Linked DNA regions of Mus musculus: region 1 is linked to region 2. The links are chromatin contacts, called in public HiChIP or PLAC-seq maps. All regions are on one chromosome and are shown on one strand. The core of a region is the stretch at or near the end of the contact, and the rest is flanking DNA. Distances in the headings are between cores, read along the strand shown. Region 1 holds the start of Wbp1l (WW domain binding protein 1 like). Region 2 holds the start of Mfsd13a (major facilitator superfamily domain containing 13a).

Region 1 (6,016 bases), core at 2,074-4,573, 240 kb after region 2:
TACCCTTGCGATTCTTAAAAAAAAAAGCTTTTTATCATTTTTTAAAACATTTTTATGGGTGGGTGTTTTGCTCCCATGCATGTCTCTGCATGCCGTGCCCACAGAGGTCAGAGAGCATGTCAGATCATCTGAAACTGGAGTTACTACTGTGAGCCAGCCTGCGGTCAAACCCTGGTCCTTTTGAAGAGCAGCGGCAGCTCTTACCTGCTGAGCCCTCTTTCCAGCTCCTTATCCAGGGAGAGATAAAGGAGCTATGTGAATCTTCTTGGGGACTCATCTCTACTCTTCCCCATGATGCCCTGACTGGGCTATCCCATTGGGAATGCTTCTAGATTTGAGTTTTTCAAGTCCTTGGAGTTATTTGTACTAAAAAAGACAAAAACAAACACAAACACAAAACAAAAACAAAACCCATGGACAAATAGTTCCTTTCCTTGGCCCATTAGGTCTCATACCAAAGAGGGCTGGGACACCTCTGAGTGGGAATTCACCAGGACTACAGCCTTAAAAACATGTAGGAGAGATGCAGGGCAGCACCTTTAATCCTGTACCCTCTGGGCAGAGGCAGGCGGATCTCTGAGATCGAGGCCAGCCTGGTCTACAGAGTGAGTTCCTGGCCAGCCAGGACTACACAGAGAAACCCTGTCTTGAAAAGACAAGGAAAATGAAAGTGTAGGGCAAACCACCATTTTACGGAGGTTATGTGGGGCATCAAGCTCTGCGCCTTGGAAAAATGACTATTCTGTCTTAATATCATGTCCAAATCCACTTCTGGGACCTTTAGCTGAGAGGTCTCTTCTCTCATTGCCTTCTCTGTTTTACAAGTCAAGTCCCTCACTGTGAGTGGGATGATTTCCTGCTGCCTTCCTTCCCTCTGCCTGTTAGGTCACATACCAAAGATTGCTGAGTGCTGGTGGGATGTGGAGCCTCACTTGGACACCTCAGACAGGAAGTCCACCAGGGCCAACAAGCCTAAGGAGGGCACAAAGGGCCACTTTAGTTCCCTGGGGGACTGGCTTACCTGGGGTCAGTGTGTAATGAGTTTTGTCTGGCAAGATTTGCTGATTCTGTTCAAACGCACCATTATGAATTGAATAAACTATTTGAAAGAACATGAAACACTGTCTGCAAACTAAGCTACTAACCCCTGATGGAAAGCAGGTTCTATGGTCTGACTTTGGCCTTGGCATGCCAGAGGATGTCACAACTGTAAGGGAACCTGTCTGATTTCCTTAATAATGGAGAAGAACCCACCGACCCTTGTCGGTGCTCCACAGGTCTCCCGGCGTAGATTATACATTGTCTTAGGGCTGGAATTGGCGAGCCATACATAGTCAAATCTGCCTGCTCTCTGGGTTTGTTTGTTTGGTTTTTTTCTTTTTTGTGCACTTAGGAACAAAAATTTATTTTTACGTTTCTTAATGGGCTATTAAAAGAAAACCTAGAATATGTGATAGAAGCTGTGCATGTGTCCCGTAGACTTTTAACACGCCTCCCCTATCCCGCAACTGTGACTTTTAGAAATAGATACTAGGCCTATGGGACATGCCATCAATCCCAGCACTTTGGAAGCAGAGGCAGCTGGATCTTCATGAGTCTGAGTCTACCCTGCTCTACATAGTATATTCCAGCCCTGCCTCAAAGGGGGAAAATGTGCACTATGGTCATCCGAAGATGTTGTGAAAACAGGTGGAAAGGCTCATCCCAGCTTCCGGTTCTGTAGGTCTGAGATGGAGCCCGAGGATATAACGCTGCCAGCATTCATCTGACACCACACAGTTGTACCAAAGGACTTCGAGTGCCGAGATCCCAGCTGTGATTTAACCCCACACCCACTTAGACAGTAAAATGGAACTCAGACAGCATGAAATTGGTATTTTCCTTTCGATGAAGCTCAGGCTATGCAGTCGTGAGTGCTGAGATTACAGCTATGCACCTCCACACCTAGCCAAATCCAGCCCTTTAAATTGTATGGTTTAGTAACGTTCAGTCCAGTCACAAAGTGCTACAGTTGTCACTACTGTAATCCAGAACACTTTCACTGTCCCTCCTAGAAAGCCAAGGTCGGTTCGGCAGCAGCCACACCCCCACCCGCTGCCAAACCCTTATCCATTTAGTTGAGTTGGCCTGTAAGGTGTTGAACAGCAGTTATAATGAGCAGGAGGGCTTTGCATGGGAACTACTAACACAACTTTGAGGACAGCCTGAGTTACCTAGTTTCTGGCTTGTATGGACAACAGGAAGAGACCCTACATCAAAAACTAGCCAAGTACATCCTGTAACTAATTGAAGTGTAATTTTTTCTTTCTTTTTCCCTCTCTTCCTCCCTCTATCTCTTCCCTTTCTCTGTTCCTTATGGCCCATACCAGGGTCTGAACTCAGGGCCTTGCCCATGCAAGCCATTTACCACAGAGTGATACATCCTCCTGCCCTGTTGGACAAGAATTCTCAAATTGAAGCAGCTACATGGTGATGTGTGGGTTTGTGTGGACTAGTATTGTCCTTGCGGTGTGTGGAGGGGCAAAGGGAAGCCATTTTCATTTAGCCGGAAGATAACATGGATGAAGCAATGATTGGTGGGTCTCAGAGCTATTTCTGAGTAGGGTCTGAAGAGTTTTGTCCTTGAAACTTGGGGGTAGCAGAGCACTATCGCTAAGAGAGGTGCTATTTAATAGGGGACTCAAATGACTCAAAGCTGCTGCTTGGGTAGTGAGCTTGGAAAAAGGATCCTGATAATAGGGCTTCCTGTAATTTAATACAAAAAGCACCAAAGGCTTATAGACTGCAGTTGGAAGCACGCTTTAGAATCATTATATCTCACTACTTTTTTTTCTTTCTTTCTTTTACCTCTACTTATTTTAATACAAAAAGCACCAAAGGCTTATAGACTGCAGTTGGAAGCACGCTTTAGAATCATTATACCTCACCACTTTTTTTTTTCTTTCTTTCTTTTACCTCCACTTAACTGTGGGAACATAACATTTCCGCCACACTCAAAATGACTGAAATACTGTAAACCTTTTCAATGCATCCGGGTGGTCGTGTCCCTAGCTCCTGTTACTTCCGCCACTCTCTGCGGGGCGGGGCGCTCTGCACTTTTCTGCACCTCGCAGCATTCAAGATGGCCCAGCTTCCTCCCACTTTTCATTGGCCAAATCACCTAGCACGAGGGTGGCTGGGACTGGTATTTGACTCACAGTTCTTTTGACCAATGGACAGAAAGTAGGAGCCAATGAGGCGCGGGAGCTGGAGACCCTCCCCTGCATCTGGGCGGGCCCTTTGCCTGGGGCGGGGTGGAGCCGAGCCGGAAGCGGGAGGGCAGAGCGAAACAGGAAAAGAAGGGAAGGAGGAAGCAGAGGGAAGAAGAGAGGGAGGAGGAGGGGTGGCGGCGCCGTGGCGGAGGAGCAGGAGCAGGAGGGGGATGGAGAGGAGAAGGCTCCTGGGTGGCATGGCGCTCCTGCTCCTCCAGGCGCTGCCCAGCCCCCTGTCAGTGAGGGCTGAGCCCCCGCAGGTAAGGGGAGGGCTTCTGGGCTAGCTTGGGGGTCTGGGGCGGTCGAGGCCTGGTTGGAGGGGGGTCTCAAAGAGGTTTGTTTGCAAGGAGTTGAGTGTTTTCGGGAGGGAAGCCCATGGCTAAGGTGGACCAGGTGAAGGGTGGGGGTGTTGATGTTTAGCTGAGGGACACCTGTGACGAGTTGGATGTCAAGAAGGTGGCAGAGGCAATGGTGCCAGGCGACTTGAGGGTCCTTTGAGAGGGTAGTTATGGTAGGTGCTCTGGAGGACTCTTCGCGGAGATCGCCGCACACTGGCGCCCGTGGGCCCTATTTCTGCTCCGCAGTAGAGTCCGGAGCCAGAGACTGTGTGCACACCAGTGTGTGCTGGGATCCCAGGTTACTGCACTGGCCCCAGAGGGAGGAGGGCTCAGCATGGTATTTATTTCAGGCTGGACAAAGGAAAAGTTCTGAGGGCATCCTGACTCTTATTTTTAATGCTGTAAGGCATAGTACGTTGGTGGGCTGTTGCTGGAGGTAAGGTTCTTGGGAGATAGTAGGGATGAAGTAGTAACCCCTCAGGAGGAGGGGCACATTTGAGTGTGAGAAAACCGTGCTGTTAGGCTAGCTGTCCTGGGAAGAAGTCACTAGTGCTGATCCGAGCGAGCCAGCTCAGGGCTTTTGAGCAGAGGGTGGTTCCGATGCCAATATCGGCAGCAAGTGGAGCACCCTAGCTTTTCTTGCTGGGTGGCTTGCTCTTCCTGAGTCCAGGGCCGAGATGCCTGCTTATGCTGATTCTAGCTTGGGCTGGCGTTTCGAAACCCTAATTGAAGCGTTACTCTTGGTGCCAGATTGGGTGGGGTGCTGTAGGGGGAATCACCCCTCCCCTGTTAAATCTGGCAAAGCTTCTATCGTTTCCTTTGGTTTCTCCCCTTTCTTCCCATCATTGTCTGTTTTCCACAGGCACAGGGACAGCCTGTGCAGCTTAGCACGTCACATCACGCTGAAGAGCAGAAATTGTTAGCAGAATTCTTACCTTTCCCCTTAGAGCTCAAGGGCAGCCCTTTCACATACGTATCTTATTTTTCTCCCGAATATCCTCTTCAAGAAACAAAACAAGAAAAACACCCAAAACCCCAAAATAATTGAGTTTTGTTTTGTTTGAGACAGGATCTTGCAATGTAGGTCAGGCAGGGCTTGAACTCTTGATCCTCTGCCGAGCTCTGTGATTTGATAAGATTTTTTTTTTTTCAAGTGAGCTGAAAGTCACAGAACAAAACCAACAGTTCTAAAGTGAATCACTGTGGCGCTCCATGGTTGTGCAACCACCACGGCTATCTACTTCCAAAACAGTTGAATCATCCCCAAGAATGATCCATATTAACCAGTTACTGCCTGTTTCCACCCCTCCCCCACCCCCAGCCCTGGCCCTTGGCGACACCCACTAGCCTGCATTGTGTCTCTGTGGGTTTACCTGTTCTGCACATCCCTGTGTAATGGAATGCTGTAGTATGTGGGGCGTCTTTCACGTTCCGTCATGTTTTCAAGGTTCACCCACATTGTGACCGAATAATAGTCCCCTTTATGTATATACTACAATGATTTGGCAGCTTATCTGTTGCTGTATCTTTTTTTTTTTTTTTTTAAGTCAGGGTTTCTCTGTGTAGCCCTGGCTGACCCAAAACTCACTTTGTAGACCAGGCTGGCCTCGAACTCAGAAATCCCCCTGCCTCTGCCTCCTGAGTGCTGGGATTAAAGGCGTGCACCACCACTGCCCGGCTCAGTTGCTGTATCTTAATGGGGCGGGGGCTGGGAGTGGGGATATGTTATCTGGGAGATAATCTGTGAATGATCGAGTTCGTTTTCTGATCTTTTCTTGTATTCCTCCCCAGGGATGAAGCCCTTCAGTTTTTGACTTTGTTTAGGTTCTTTGTTTTCTTAGTCAAAACCGTAAGCTGCCAGGAGAGATACATTTGTCTCCTTGAGAAGTTGCAGCTCTCAGGACTGGGAAAGTTAAGCGCAGGTAGTAGGTATCGATGGAATAGAATACAGAATAATGAAGTTGCTTTTTTCTATTTCTGTGGCTGTCTGAGGGCTGTTCCCTGTAGCCTTTGAATCGCCTTGTTAGGGGGCTTGATTTAGGAGTGTGGAGCCTTTGGAGGTGAGCTGGTTGTTCATAGGAACCAGGTCCACTTCTTGAAGGAAAAGCGTTGGCAAACGGTCCTGCAGTCTGGGGGCGGTGGTGGGGTCTTCAGTGCAAGGCTCTGCGTACAACTCATCAGTCTCGGGCTTGTTTTCTTACCGCAGTTCTGGCACTCGCAGTGCTTATTTTGGGGACAGGGTAGCTTTTGTACTTTGTTCCGTTTGGTTGGTTTGCTAGCACTGACCACTGCTGTTGTCTGGTTACATACAGTTCCTGCACAGAGGGAACGTTTCCGTTACGAGCTGCCTGCCCACTCCTCCCTGGCCTCTCCCGACGTCATCCCGATACCCTTTACGCTCTCATGACACCCCTCACCCTCCGAGTC
Region 2 (6,790 bases), core at 3,213-5,712:
TGCTGTTCCTTCTACCCCACCCCAGTGATACACACTTGAGTATTTTCTCTCAGTGTCTTGTGAGACATTTGAAATTACAGTAACCTTAGTAGTTTTGGTCAGAGAACCTTCATGATCAGAGCCTCTCTAGTGGGCAAAGTAGAAGTCCTGGGAGAAGTGGCCCCATAACTAAGAATGGAGAGCTCTGAGAGAATAGGAGAATGAGGTATCGCCTAGGAGAGAATTTCAAGAACACTCCTTGTCTATCATTTCTCTTAGGTTCAAGGACTGGAGGAGTCCAGCAGGGAATTTGGCCTCCAGCACCACAGCATTGCAGCTGCTGATTACTGTCTCTGCATTTGAAGGCTTCAGGCCAGAGTGTAATTGTGGGACATGAAGCTTAGCAAGAATGACTCAAGGTCTTCCTGCTGGGTCACTTTTCAGAGCTGGTCGTGCCAGCCCTTCCCATCCTACCATTTAGTCCCCAAGGACGGTTAAGGAAAGACTCAAGGTGTGCTTGGTAGTGAACTCGTATACTGAGCAGAGACAGGAAGGCTGGAGCAAACCTGTAATAGATTTACAACAGTCTGAGTACTGAATTTTCGACCTCTTCTCTCAGCCAGGAGAGAAGTGGTGGGCATGGGAGAGGAGACGTGGCCATTTTCTTATCAGGACTGTATTCTGGAGCAGGAGGGTGGGGTTAATGGTTGTTAAAGTCTAGAATAGAGATAAGTGTAGATAAAACAGTTGTTTAAATCTAGAAGACATAAATGTATGTGGCTTAGGCAGGGTGACCAGGTTGCGCTTGACCTAACCGCAGCGATCTTGGATTGTAACTGATGATTGTTCTAGAAAGCTTTCCCCGGTAGTTTCCCAGCACATTAAACCAGATGAACCGTTATAGTGGCATGTAGCGCTTTACAACCAGACCCTGGTGCTAGTGATGTGCTAGACTCTAGTGCTAAAGATCAATTGTGTTTGTATGTGTGTGCACGCGTGCTGGAGACTTGGTCTAGTGGTCAAAGAATATTTGCTCTTGCAGAGGATCCCAGTTCAACTCCCAGCACCAATGTAGTGGCTCACAATTGTCACTTCTGTCCCATGTGATCTGATGCCCTCTTCTGTCTTCTGTGGGCACTAGGCATCAACATGGCACACATACATGCAGGCAAAATACTCATACAATAATAAATAGAAAAAACAGTTTTAAGGAGCGGGGCATGGTTGGCACCTGCCTTTAGTCCCAGCACTCGGGAGACAGAGGCAGGCAGATTTCTGAGTTTAAGCACAGCCTGGTCTACAAAGCAAGTTTCAGGATAGCCAGGGCCACACAGAGAAACTCTGTCTCAAGAAAAAACAAAACAAGAAAGAAGAAAGAAAGAGCAGGAAAGCGACTCTTGTCCTAACTAGTATACACACACTCACTGGATGGATACAGCAGTATTGGTGCTGTTCTTCATGTATGTAAGTCCTGGAATAAATTTCACTCTGCAATCTTGTATCTGTTCGTTTGTTTTTCTTTCATCTCAAAGCACCCTGAAACATACCCCCCTCCCCCCAGTCAGGGTTTCTCTGTGTAGCCCTGGCTGTCCTGGAACTCACTTGTAGACCAGGCTGGCCTGGAACTCAGAAATCCGCCTGCCTCTGCCTCCCGAGTGCTGGGATTAAAGACGTGTGCCACCACACCTGGCTGAAACATGTTTTTATATACTTGGATGGGGTTATTCCAGAACAGGGGCCATAGAAGGGTAGAGGAGGGCTTGAAGGAGGAGAGGAAGGGGAAAAGCTAGGATAATGTGGGTGTCTGGGACAGTGCTGTGGGATCCCCGAAGGCTCTCTAGGACTGGGTTGAACAGGGTCCTATGGGACCAACGGTTTGCTGTGATGAACCCATTGCTATGTTGTTGCAAAGTAAAAAGGGGACAATGTTTCTGCTGCACAAAAAGTTGCCAGCAACAAAAAGGCATAAGGGTCAGTAGTGCCTAACCTCTAGCACGTTCCCCAGCGGCTTGGAAACAGTCTCCCGAGCTCCTGAAACTCTGTAGCCAATGATGGCCTTGAGCTGATCCTGATGCTTCGGTCCACCAAGCGCTGTGACTACAGGGACAGCCACAACCATAGGCACTTTACCCAACATAGGGATTGACCCTGAGGCTCAGGTATGCTCAGTGAGAACCCTTCCAAACCTACCTACATTTCTAGTCCCCTGCTTTCTTTTCTTTCTTTCTTTCTTTCTTTCTTTCTTTCTTTCTTTCTCTCTCTCTCTCTCTCTCTCTCTCTCTCTCTCTCTCTCTCTCTCTCTCTCTTCTTTCTTTCTTTCTTTCTTTCTTTCTTTCTTTCTTTCTTTCTTTTACACTGCCTTCAGCTCCCAAGTGCCTGGACTACAGATGGGCTTCGTCATGTTCAGCTCTAGTTCTCCCTGTATGCCTACAAAATCCCCATAAGCAATGGAGCAGTTTCAACAAAAAGAAGGTCCCTTGGCAGAAAAGTCAAAAGAGGCACTCCTTGCCTTATATCTCAGGGTAGGTGTTTTAGGGTTTTACTGCTGTGAACAGATACCATGACCAAGGCAACTCTTAAAAGGACATCATTTAATTGGGGCTGGGTTACAGGTTCAGAAGTTCATTCCATTATCACCAGGCAGGCATGGTGCAGGAGGAGCTGAGAGTTCTTCACCTTCATCTGAAGGCTGCTAGCAGAATATTGACTTCCAGGCAGCTAGGAAGAGGGTCTTACAGCCCACATCCATAGTGACACACCTGCTCCAACAGGGCCACACCTTCTAATAGTGCCACTCCCTGGGCCGAGCATATACAAACCAACACAGTAGGGAAACCAAACAGATAGCAGCGGGTCCTATTTGATTGCTTAGAAACTGGACTGAGCCATACAGACTTGATTTTAAAGGTCTAGTAAGTGTGGAAGAGGAAGGACTCCTCTGAGACTCCAGAGAAGTCTGGTCTAACCTGGTTGGGCATCTGGTTGTATGAAATTTGTTGAAGGCTGGGCACGGTGGTGCACATCTTTAATCCCAGCCCTTAGGAGGCAGAGGCATGAAGATCTCTGTGAGTTCAAGACCAATCTGGACTAGAAAATGAGTTCTAGGGCAGCTAGTGCTGTTAAAGAGAGAAACACTGTCTCGAAAAACAGAAACAATTCATTGACTGTTTCTCTGAACTTCAGGGTTTTTGCTTGGTTGGTTGTTTGGTTGGTTGGTTTTTGAGATGGGATTTCTCTGTATGCCCTACCTTTCCTGGGACTTGCTTTGTAGATCAGGCTGGCCTTGAAAGCAGAAATTCACCTGTCTCTGCCTTCCCAGTGCCAAGACTAAAGGTATGTGCAGCCGCCACCAGCACCCAGTGGTTATTTTCATCTGTAAGTGGAAATAATAGCATCTACTTCCCATGTATAATTTGAGGAAGAGGCATTTGGAACGGTGCACCTATCCTGCAAAGTACATAATAGTAGGTGGCTGAGCAGTTCTTTTATGTGTGTGTATCGCCAGCCCTGTTTTTGTTTTTAGTTTGAGATAGGGTTTAAAGTGCCCGGATTGCCCTTAATTCACTCTGTATTCAGCACAGGCTAGCCTTCTATGTAGCAAGAATTACAGACTATGCCTTTAACCTCGGCACTCAGAAGGTGGAAATTATCAGATCTTTGGGAGTTCGAGGCCAGCCTGGTCTACATAGTGAGTTCCAGAAGAGCTAGAGCCACATGGAGAAACCCTGTCTCGTAAAACAACACCACCACCACCACCACAACAACAACAACAACAACAACAACAACAACAACAACAACAGGAATTTCAGAAAGGCACAATCAGGCATTACTTCCTCTTCTAATTCTTGTTTTTTTTTTTTTTTTTTTTTTTTTTTTTAGGTTTTTCGAGACAGGGTTTCTTTGTGTAGCCCTGGCTGTCCTGGAACTCACTCTGTAGACAAGATGGCCTCCAACTCAGAAATCCGCCTGCCTCTGCCTCCCAAGTGCTAGGATTAAAGGCATGCGCCACCACGCCCGGCTTCGTCTTCTAATTCTTATTACTACCACTACAAAGAAGTCGGGCAGCATGGGTTGTGGGTTAATGGCCAAGTGCCTGTGTCTACCATCTCCTGCCCTGGCTCTCCATTCCTTTGATTCCTCATGCCCACAGCTCAAGCTGGACTTTGCACTCGCAGGCTCACAATCCAGCCGTAGGTAGTCTCTGCTAAATTCTCATCTTCTGAAATTAGGATCGGGGAAGAGAAGGGAGAGTCCCCAAGAGGAACTTGCTTTGAGCTGAAATGACAGTTTTCGTGGAGGTAAGAGAGAGGAGATAAGTACTTCAGGAATCCAGGCAACCTGCCCCTGTTGCCTGATGCCCGTTTTCTTTTGGGTCCCTAAGGGAAATAGCCCATTACAAACATGGCAGCGACAGCCTCAGGCGCGGTCACCTGCCCGAGCTGCTATCGGGAGAGCCGTGCGGAGCCAATAGCTGGGAAGGGGCGGAGGGAGAGACTGGGGAAGCCCAAGGCTGCTAGCGCGCAGGCGCACTGGCTGGCACCTGGCTCCCCCGCTGCCGCGGAATTAGGCATCGTCTGCCAGGATTGCGGTGAGCTGCTGGCCCACGGCCCAGGACCTCTCCGGTCCCGGAGGAGCGGGCCGGACCCCGGGGCTGATCTGATACAAAGGACCAGCCCGAGGGTGGGGCGGGAATGCGTTGCGCTGTTTGAGTCATTGGGACACTTTGCGCGGTTCCTTAAGGTGCCAGATTATGGATTGGAAAATTCTGGGGTCAGGAGGAATTGGGACCAAGGGGCAAGTGTAGAATCCCCGCTGAAGGTCTCTGTTGGGGTAAGAAAAGGGGATGCACCGTCCAGGTTGCTCCTTGAGGAATCTGAGTTCATGGATGCAATGGTTCAGGCCGGGATTCACTCATTGACCTAGTGGCCCTTAAACCTGGTAGCAGAGTAGAACCACTGGATAGTTTAAAAGATGCTGGGCATCACCTCCAGAGATCCCAATTTTAGAGGTCTGAGCGAGGTCCGAGCCTAGGTGTTCTAGAATAGCTAGCTCTTCAGGTAATGTGCAAACGAAATGAAAACCACTACACGTGTTTCTGAGTAGAAAGCTCCTGGGTTGATTCCCAGTTAATTCCTCAGAGACTTAGAAGTGGCCAGCGATTCTGAGGTGAGTCGGCTCTGACACTTTCGTGCCACCATAAAATCCTGTGAAGGACCGAGAAAGTCCCTCTGGCAATGGGTGAAAACTCCATTTTCCATCCGAGGAGGGTGAACCTGTTAACTCGCGGGAGAGAGTCGGGCTCCTTCAACAACTCTCCTGCGGGCTCCTTCATTCTGCGGAGACTGACCAGGGAGTGAAACAGCTAACAATCCAGTCAGCAGCTTGCTGAGAAAATGACACGCCTAGTATTTGCTTTGTTATTATGACTTGAAATTCCACCTGCTCATTCGATACTGGCAGGACAGGCAGCAAACAGATTTGCTTTTTCCACAGACGTGGGAACAAGTTTTGTGGCTACGTGAGGATAGCGTTCATCCTTGACCCAAGCACTGCTGATACATACAGTATTACTTAGTAGTTTTTCCCCTCTGTGGTCTCTACAGGCTCCCTCCTGAAGGGAGTGGGAACCGCCTACCCTCCTCCTCCTGATAGTCTTCCTTCCGGGCCCAGCCGGTTACTCCTTGGTTTCCTCCCTCAATTGTACTCTGTCACCAGAGGTTGCTGCGGTTGGCCAATCTTTCCTGTTGTTAATCTCCCAGAAACCTTGGAGAGTGGACTGCTAGGAGAAGGATCTTGAAGTATCTCCGAAGGGCTCCTCAAGAGAGAAATGCTTTTGTGTCTCCTACCCTCAGCGGGTGTCTTCCATCTTGATAGAAGCTTGGTGGAGGCTTACAAACTCCCTTTTTAGTCTGGCCCCTTTTACTACTACCTGGGTCACATTCTGCCCTTGTTTTCTTAGCTTGGTACTGTGTCCTGGGTGAAAGGGTTGTAACTTACTGCTGGCTTTTACCAACACTGCCCTCGTACATCTGCAGCCTCAATGCACAGGTTTGCTATAGGGTTCGAGGTTGCTACTGCTTCTCCAAACCCCACAGCCAATCAGAGCACCTAGAGTGGGCTGTGGGTGTTTGTTTTCCTGTGACTGCCCTTTGTAAGGCAGAGGACACCCACATTGGCCTTGGGGGACAATGGACTCAGCAGGTGTTGAGCAGAGGCTTGGGGGAGGGATCTGCAGGAGGAGTGGCCTAGCCTTGTTCTTGGGCTCTTGAGCTGGAGGGAAATAGAGAAAGCACTCATTCCCAGGATGCAGGGGGACTGGAAAAGGTAGACAATACCTGATTGGGCGAACCTGGGGGGTATGAGGACCCTGGCGAGGGCTTTGAGGGAGCAAGATTTCATAAGATTGTGGAAGTGGAGCCGGGCAGTGGTGGCGCACGCCTTTGATCCCAGCACTTGGGAGGCAGAGGCAGGCGGATTTCTGAGTTTGAGGCCAGCCTGGTCTACAGAGTGAGTTCCAGGACAGCTAGGACTGCACAGAGAGACCCTGTCTCAAAGCAAAAAGATTGTGGAAGTGGGTGCATGGTGAAATGAGAGGTGCCAAGGTTTGTAGCCAGAACCTGTTTAGAACGTCTTGGTTAATGGTCATTACCAAGGCTTTTAGAGTGCAGTTTCTCATTTGCTGTGGACATGACCATAAAGAAAAATTCCCATGAGGTTTTTCATAGGCTACTACCTGTTGGGAACATTTGTTTAAAAAAAAAAGAACTTCTTGGTTCCAGCACCTCATAGCTTGCGACTGTGGGCCAGTTAT

What was found. HiChIP or PLAC-seq counts read pairs in DNA pulled down with a chosen protein or histone mark.
Region 1: an H3K27ac HiChIP or PLAC-seq map of embryonic stem cells shows a contact between it and region 2, with 7 read pairs. The contact joins the promoter of Wbp1l here to the promoter of Mfsd13a in region 2. A contact is called at or near these places in 5 of 39 promoter capture datasets (the HPC-7 cell line, the SN4741 cell line, cranial neural crest and 2 more), 3 of 115 datasets of contacts at active chromatin or transcription factors (bone marrow-derived macrophages, embryonic stem cells and pancreatic cancer cells) and 3 of 9 other capture datasets (adipose tissue, liver and pancreatic islet).

The regions. Positions count from the first base shown.
Region 1 is chr19:46,595,783-46,601,798 of GRCm38.p6, forward strand. Wbp1l (WW domain binding protein 1 like) reads left to right here and starts at 3,324. Exons shown (of 5, transcript NM_001177812.1): 1 at 3,324-3,511. The coding sequence starts at 3,422. It overlaps Sfxn2 (sideroflexin 2), which reads left to right. Exons shown (of 12, transcript NM_053196.3): 12 at 1-1,119.
Region 2 is chr19:46,352,418-46,359,207 of GRCm38.p6, forward strand. It overlaps Mfsd13a (major facilitator superfamily domain containing 13a), which reads left to right and starts at 4,463. Exons shown (of 9, transcript NM_029186.2): 1 at 4,463-4,567. It also overlaps the pseudogene Gm24610.